2 separate regions of the Mus musculus genome follow, and region 2 is linked to region 1. A link is a contact called in public promoter capture Hi-C data. All regions are on one chromosome and are shown on one strand. Each heading gives the region's core, a stretch centred on a gene start, on an enhancer-like site or on the middle of the called end of the contact. The rest is flanking DNA. Distances are from core to core; before and after follow the strand shown.

What was found. Promoter capture Hi-C pulls out the DNA fragments that hold promoters and counts their contacts.
Region 2: a contact with region 1 is called in a promoter capture Hi-C map of hippocampal neurons, with 6 times the contacts expected there. The contact joins two enhancer-like sites. A contact is called at or near these places in 2 of 39 promoter capture datasets (cranial neural crest and hippocampal neurons) and 1 of 115 datasets of contacts at active chromatin or transcription factors (astrocytes).

The regions. Positions count from the first base shown.
Region 1 is chr15:82,292,811-82,296,618 of GRCm38.p6, forward strand. Septin3 (septin 3) reads left to right here. Exons shown (of 12, transcript NM_001368785.1): 12 at 1-1,764. Among named protein-coding and RNA genes, the nearest start is that of Wbp2nl, 4.3 kb to the right of the region's middle. Within about 2 kb of position 1,356, at least 62 of the 459 cell types and tissues checked have an H3K27ac peak or open chromatin away from gene starts, as enhancers often do. A contact at or near this core is called in astrocytes and hippocampal neurons, where this site is marked.
Region 2 is chr15:83,450,459-83,454,449 of GRCm38.p6, forward strand. All of the region lies in intron 1 of Pacsin2 (protein kinase C and casein kinase substrate in neurons 2), which reads right to left. Among named protein-coding and RNA genes, the nearest start is that of Pacsin2, 12 kb to the right of the region's middle. Within about 2 kb of position 1,478, at least 120 of the 459 cell types and tissues checked have an H3K27ac peak or open chromatin away from gene starts, as enhancers often do. A contact at or near this core is called in astrocytes and hippocampal neurons, where this site is marked.

The DNA of each region.
Region 1 (3,808 bases), core at 106-2,605:
GACTTCAGCCCTTTATTACCCAGTCACTAGGAAAACAAACACACAGACAAACAAAAAACAAAAAGAGATGGAAGACCCACAATTCAGTGGACCAAGCAGAAGTGGTCCTAATCCTATGGTCTTAGCCTTTCCTGGAGACTGCTCTGTCTCTAGTCCTCATCTATAACGTCACTAAAGAGTGGCCAGCTGTCAGGCTAGAGTGGTAGCAACATAGAGCTCGCTGACAGCTCTAGTGAGCTGCCCTGTATGGTGACATGGGATTGGGCACCTAGGGCCAGCAAGGGATAAGAATGGTGGGTGTTGGAGAGTCTAAGTAGGAGAATGCTGCCTGTCTCCACTAAGCTGTGGTCTCACTCTCCCTGGAGAAGCTGTTTTATGTGTCTGCTGCCGGCTGCCGGTCTCCACACCCTCAACCGTTCTCAACTCCCCCTGCAGGGAGAAGGCCTCCTGGGCACTGTCCTTCCACCTGTACCAGCCACCCCCTGCCCCACTGCTGAATGAAGGCCATTTCAAGTGCTGCTTCTCCCTCATCCCTCCCAGCTGTTATTGCTGCAGGGCCACGCCCCTTTTAGCGCTGTGCTTGTCTAGCCCACCAGCACAGCCCCTCTCAGCCCTCAGTAGGTGGGAGGGGCTAGCTGCGGCTTTAGGACAGTTGCTTCCTCTGTTTAGCCAAACTACTCCTCTCCTCCCAATGGAATGGAGTTCCTGCCAGCACCACCCTGCTCCATCATCTGTGTCAGCAGCACCCCAGTCCTTGTGTAGGGAGGAGGAACTCATGGGAAGCTGCTCCTGCCCTTGCAAGCGCATACCAGCGACTTGTAACTGTCTCCAAGGGAACCGGCATTGCTCTCTAGCCATTCATTCTGCATGAGTACTTTCTTGGCTACCTTAACCGGTCAAGAAAGCAACTTTCCTGCTTGTCAGAGTCACTGAGGTCAGCCGTGTGAGCCCCTGTGTGGGACAAGGGTGTCTCCTTCATTGCTTAAAGGTATTTTATAAGGGTGATTCATTATACATGGTGGGGAGCCAGAGGCTAGTGTCACTTAAAAAAAAAAATCACCACTGGTGGCTGGCCCAGTGAGTATGTGTGTAGACAACCTGTTTACCCCAAAATATGGCCATCTGGGAAGTGGGTTTTGCTGAAAAGAGGTTGCTGGAGTTGACTTAATTATCCCCAAACTTTAAAAGAAAGGGAATTTAACACACATATGGACTACCCCAAACCCACCAGCTATACACTCTAGGAAGAAAAATAGCACCCTTTTATACATTTAGCAATAAGAGGGATCTCTTCCCACCTCCCCTGACTATTCCTACTCCCATCCCCCACCCTGTTAATGTGAGCAATGCATTAGCCTGACCACAGGTGGTCGCTATAGGCTAATGGAAAATACCCAAATGGAGGGCAAAGCCCCCATCAGATGCATGAATGTTTGCGAACGAACGGCTGCCACTGCCCCATACACTGTGTCTTTCTAGAACCCTCCCTCAGCCACCCCACCTGCCATCTCCACCTGGACACAACTTGCTCAAAGGCTGGTGACTTGTGGGCCATTCATCTACAAGTCCTGAAGGAACAAGAGGCCCAAGCCTCGGGGATGCAAGAATGGCCCATTTTAAAAACGTTGTTAGTCCCAGCCGACGTTTTTGGTGATATTCCAGTTTAGTTTCCCAATTGAAAACAAGCCAAACAGACACTCAGACTGGTCATGTAGATGTTGCTAGCCTCTGTTGTACAACTAAACATTACTGTTTGAACAATAATGGCCTGGTCTTTGTCTTATTCGTGTTTCTTGCTCCTTGATAAAATCAGCCGTGAATGACATCATCTCACTGCGTGTGAGCCAGGGACCCTCCTGGCAAGGCAAGAAGTAGCTACAGATATTAGATATTGAACATGTGGCATCTATTCATTTTTTGGGTAATGTGAGGCTATATCCCAGTCATTTCCTGGAATTTTGTAACTCTAGTGAGCGGGAGAGCTGACTCTCTTAGGACCTGTGTTTTTCCAGGAAGTATTTAGTCCCAATTACTTAACTTCTTAGCATTTCTCCCATCCCCAAGGCGTAAGGACCAAGTCTATAAATGAAAGCCTAGTCTAGCCTAGAAAGCTATTTTACTATGAATATATTGAGAATATAAAGGGGCCGTGAGATAGCTCAGTTGGGAAGGGCACTTGCTATCAAGGCTGACAATGAGTTTAAACCATGGATCCTACATGGCAGAAGGAGAGAATTAACTTCCATAAGTTGTCCTCTGACTGCCACATGGTCTCATGCTCACCTGCGCACATGCGCATGCAAACACATATACGGACAATTTAAAAGGGAACAGGGAGATGGCTCTGCTGGTAAGTGTGATGACCGCACAAGCATGAAGACCTGAGTTCAGATCCCTAACATCCACATAAAACCAGATACGGACCCAGAGGCCCTTGCCTGCCATGCGGTGTGGCTGGGTGGACGACAACCAGAGGCTAAGGTGATAAGCAAGGGTGTGGTGGAGATGGGAGAGGTGGAATGGTTTGTGTGCTATGAAGAGGCAGAAGCTGGGCGTGGTGGCGCATGTCTTTAATCCCAGCACTCGGGAGGCAGAGGCAGGTGTATTTCTGAGTTCGAGGCCAGCCTGGTCTACAAAGTGAGTTCCAGGACAGCCAGGGCTATACAGAGAAACCCTGTCACGAAAAACCAAAAAAACAAAACAAAACAAAACAAAACAAAAAAAGAGGCAGAATTGGAGATTACAGGGTGGAGAGGAACAGCCTGATGTGAGTGAGGGGCCTGCAATGCCACCTAAGGCTGCGGCCCATCGATAAGGGCCATGTCTGTGTTCCAGGTCCTGCAGCAGTAGAGGTCTATGACAATGTCTGTGGCCCATGTTACCAACAAAGGCCATGCGGGTGTCCCTGGTCTGGGGCTGCTCCCTGGGGCCATGTTGATGTCTGTGGACTGCATAAAGCTGGCCCTGCCCCTCCCCTGGGCAGCTTGGGGAGAGCTGGACCTCGTGGCTGTGGGAAAGTGGAAGAGCACTGCCCCAAGGACTGAAGAGCAGGAGAGCAGGCCCCACCCCGTGCCAGGGCAGTGCTGGTGAGTGCAGGACAGTTGGCCCTGGTGCCATGGGTGCAGGAGAGCTGTTGGGCTGACCTTGTAAGGTGCTACCCAGGCCCAGATCCAGGGCTTTGAGTTGTCCCACCTGAACATCTACCTCATCTATGAACTGCTGGAGCATGTGAAGGGGCCAGTCCTGTGGATCCAAAGCTGCAGGATCGCCATGACACAGAGCAACAACTGGATATCTGAGAGGAGTCCTGGTGAGGAACCAATATCGATAGAGTAGCAGAAGCCAAGGCCTTCGAACCAAACCAATAGCTCATTGCAATGAACACTTGCAAATAAAGCTGTTATACTGTGTGACAAACCATGACACACTGTAGCTTTCATGGCAAGATGGTTTTGTCTTTTAATATACATTACATATAATAAAAATATATTTAATATAAATATAAATATGTTTAATACATATGAAATATATAAAATGTTTAATATATTAAATATATAAACATATTTAATACAAATATATTTAAATATATTTATTTAACAATGTAGTATAGTTAATTGTATATCCAATTTATATTATTTTATATAAAATATGAATATTTTATATTCAATTTATATTTAACAATATAATATATTTAAAAAATGTATGTGTTGTTTTCTTTTGGTGGGAGGAAGGTTGCAAGGGCAGAGGGTGGTTATGAAGGGAGGAGATGTGTGACATTGGGGTGCATGAAATTCACAAAGACTCAATA
Region 2 (3,991 bases), core at 228-2,727, 1.2 Mb after region 1:
TTGCACAAATGCCATGCATATAAACTCACACAGGCGCGCGTGCGCGCGTACACACACACACACACACACACACACACACACACACACACGAACACAATATACAAGTAAAAAGTCGATCCCAGAACAAACAGCAGAGCCAAGGCAAAGTCAGAGCAATCTAAGAGCCGAGCATCCTCAGGAGGTGCCACACACGCCTACACCCAAAGCACCCTCTATAGCAAGATCCAAACGCAGAGCCAGCTGTTAGCGCCTTGAAAACTCGGCCTCCAGCAGCAGACTGAGCAGGTGGAGAGTAAGGTCTGCGGCCTCTGCAGATCCTGTCAGGACTGGCAATCTGCAAACTCCATTCCTAAAAGGGAATCCCTACAGTCCCTAGTAGGCTAAGTTTATACTCTCTGCAGCCAGTCACACAGCAACTATGAAGCTTTTGGAAGGCAGGGTTATGAGAAGTTCCTCCACACTCATAAGATAGAACACATGCTATTTTAAATTATTTCTAAATGTCATGAACCTGGATGTTCCCAGCAGAAGTAGAAGACAGAGCCGCTCAGGTCCAAACCAGTGATTCTGGAAATGAACACAAGAAGTTCTTCAGGGAAGGTGGGCTAGGTGAGCCAGAGAGAGGTGATAAATAGCTCTCAGCTCCTGCTTCCACCAAGCAACTTCAGATCTACACTTACAAAAGCAAGAAGATCTTCAAAGGGCTATCAAAGGTGCTCGGCAGGTAAAGGCTCTTGCTGCCAACCCTGATGACTTAAGACCCAAGCAAGGACCAACTCCTGCAGGCTGCCCTGTGATGTCCACATGTGAGTCATGGCACACCTCTACCCACACACATGCACAAATAAGTAAATGCCAAAAACAAAACAATAACAAAAAGACTTTAAAGACAAGATAATAAACGGTAATTCCACAGCGACTACAAACGGTAGATTCCTGCGACCTCATCACATTCATGTCCCTATTACATAGTCAGGTGCACCTTCTGGCCCTGTTCCTTTGCAGAGCCAGCCTTTAGGCCCAGGTGTAAGAAACATAAGCAACTTGATGGAACAGCAGAAGCTGGGCCCCAGTGCAGAGCAAAGCCCGGGACAGGAGCTAATGTAGGACTGGGTCAGGCCTGTCCCATGCCATGCTATCCTGATGAGCTGGGACATCTGAGCAGGGATTTCTCAAGGAAATAAAATGAACTGTGCAGAGAGCCACAGGGAGCGCCCGCCATCGGGGCTTGGCACTGGCCATCCAGTCTGGCTGAAAATCTCCCACCCAGCTCCTGCAGGAGCCTTTGCCACACACAAGCAAAGTTCAGCCAGTTGCTAAGGCAACAATGACTCAGACATGTTTAGGCATCTGCAGAAACGAAGCCAAAGTACAATTTCCACACTTGTGATAAAAACACAGGCTGCCAAGTACACAGCCAACCATTACTCTAAAATTTGGTCTTATTGACAGAATAAACAGGGGTGGGGAAGGGAAGCAGGAAGCTCCTAGTGCCTAGCAGAGCCAACCGTCAGGCTAATCCCAGAGTGCTGGCACTAAACCCAGCTTGTGTCAGGGAACAAAATGCCTCTTATGCTCCTGTGCTGTCTGAGATGGTTTCCTCTTATTTCTACCTCCATGTGGAGTAAAGTCTTCTGCTTTGGTTCAGCTGTGAACCAGCTTTTCGTAGAAGAGGAACTAAGAATCCGAGCTTTGCCCATGGTGAGGCAAGATAAGTGAAGGGGAAAGAGCTTCTAGGGGAGGGATAGATGTGGGAGACACAGCAAGTGTGCAAGGTAAGAGCAGAGGTGGGCTAGCCTGGCCATGACCCCGGTACCACCAGACACCATCCTATCCATTCATGAGTCTGCACGTGCACGTGCGCAAACACACACCTTGTCCTTTGCAAACCCTGAGAAATGAGCAACCAAGAAAACAGGACTCTGCTCAGTCTTCTATAGGGCAGTAAAAGGTGAGAAGGTCAGGCAGCCAATGGGAAGGGACAGAATGAGTTATATAACAATAGTAGAGTGCCTGTCTATAACAGCAGTGAAGAGAAGCCGAAGATTCTATGAGAACTGCAACCCCAACCCACTGAGGCAAAGTCCAAAGGCTCACTTGACCTCAGGCTACCATGATCTTTGAACGATCCCAATGCCAACAGCCTTGCACAGTCCTTCCTAATTTACACACTGCAAACGTGGAAAGCAAACCAGGACAAACCCTGTCAGCTACTGTGGTTCTGAGCAGCCTGACAACTTACATACAGCCTTGGGGAAGAGGACCATTTACTCAAGTCTCTAGTAACAAGTAGAAGGGGCAGCAGGATGGCTCAAGTACTCTTTTTCACACTTGCTTGCTTGCTTGATTGATCGCTCCCTCCCTCCCTCCCTCCCTCCCTCCCTCCCTCCACACTCTCCCCGCCCTACCAGGTGCTGGAAACTGAACCCAAGGCCTGAGCTTGCTCTGCAGGAGCTGTATCCGGAGTGAGGTAAGGACTTGTTCTTCCTCATGAAGGAATAGCATCCCTGCAAGGAGCATCCACTCAGGTTAGGAAGGGAATGGGACTCAAGAAAGCCTCATGAGAGTCTCTCTCGGATACTGATAACTTCCAAAGACCAAGAGACAGTTTAGGAAGAATTCCCCAGAGTTTTCTTTTATCTAAAATACTAGAAATCAGACTTAACAAGAATTCAAACAAGTTTCAAAACCCTCTAAAGTGTGTTCAAGCTTTAAAGCCATTTGTGGGAATTTCTCCTCAGAGAGGGATGGGAAGGGGAGGGAGGGGAAGGGAGGGAGGAGGGGAAGGAGAAGAGAAAACTCAAGTACAAATTTATCTAATTAGAAAAACAGTGGAAATAACCTAACATGCCCAGCACCAAGAAATGTTTCAATCTCAGACAGTCACCAAGGTAACCCTGGACATCATTTAAGGGGCTGGGGGTGTATGTAGCTTGGCAGACCCTAGGGCTGATCAACGCCTGAAAAGGAAGAAGGAACTTCAACAGAAATACAGAATGAGGACATTTAGGTCAGACATGGTGACATAGGAAAAAATCCCCCCCACCACACACACACACAAAGACATGGGCCATTTAAATTCTACATTCTAGATGGTACAGCAGGAAAGGGCGCTTGTTCCCAAGATTCTAAGAGGATTAGCAGGTAAGGTCACTTGTTCTCAAGCCTGAAAACAGAAATTTGAGACCTAGGACCAACATGTAATAAACAAATAAACAAAAACTGTTTTTTGCAAGTTGCCCTCTGATCTCCACATGACACACACGCACGCACCATAAACACATTGAGGTGGGAAATATAATTTTTTAATATTAAATCATATGGCACAAAACTGGTCATTAGCACAAGCTTAAAACCCATCTATCTGAGCAAGGGGTGACGGCACGGCCGGCCAACCCAGCGTTTGGGGGCTAAGCAGCAGGATCTGAGGCTACCCAGAGCTACTCAGTGAAACCCTGTGTCTACAGAACAAAGCAATCAGAGCAGCTGCTCTCAGGGACCTACCCTAACAATCCTCACTAACTGCCACAAGGCAACAAAGTGAGTCTCCCTCAGCTGCCTCTTCAAGGACACTGGAGGATGGGAGCAACAGCACCCACCAGGCCTCTGGAACTGAGAGCCCTGTTCCTCCACCCTCTGACCTCATCAACTGGAAGAGAAGCATGAGGGTGACCTAGTCCGTCTGACCACACTCCAGCCTGGCAGCTTTTGCCAGCTCCCTTCCAACACTTATAAACTCCCTGCTCTATAAACTGCAAATGTTCAATTCTCATAATTGGGTTAGTTGTGAACGCGGCTTCTACCTTAAACAAGAGACACATAACTTGCCCATTTATGTGTTCCTCAGAAACAGAAAAGGAAAGGGAATTTTAAAGATCTTTTTTTAAAATTAAGAGCAAGTGACTCAGAATCTACTTTCTCAAGATGGCAAGATAAAGGGCCACTGGTGTGGGCTTCAGGGTCAACTCGGACAGCAACCCTCTGAAGGTCA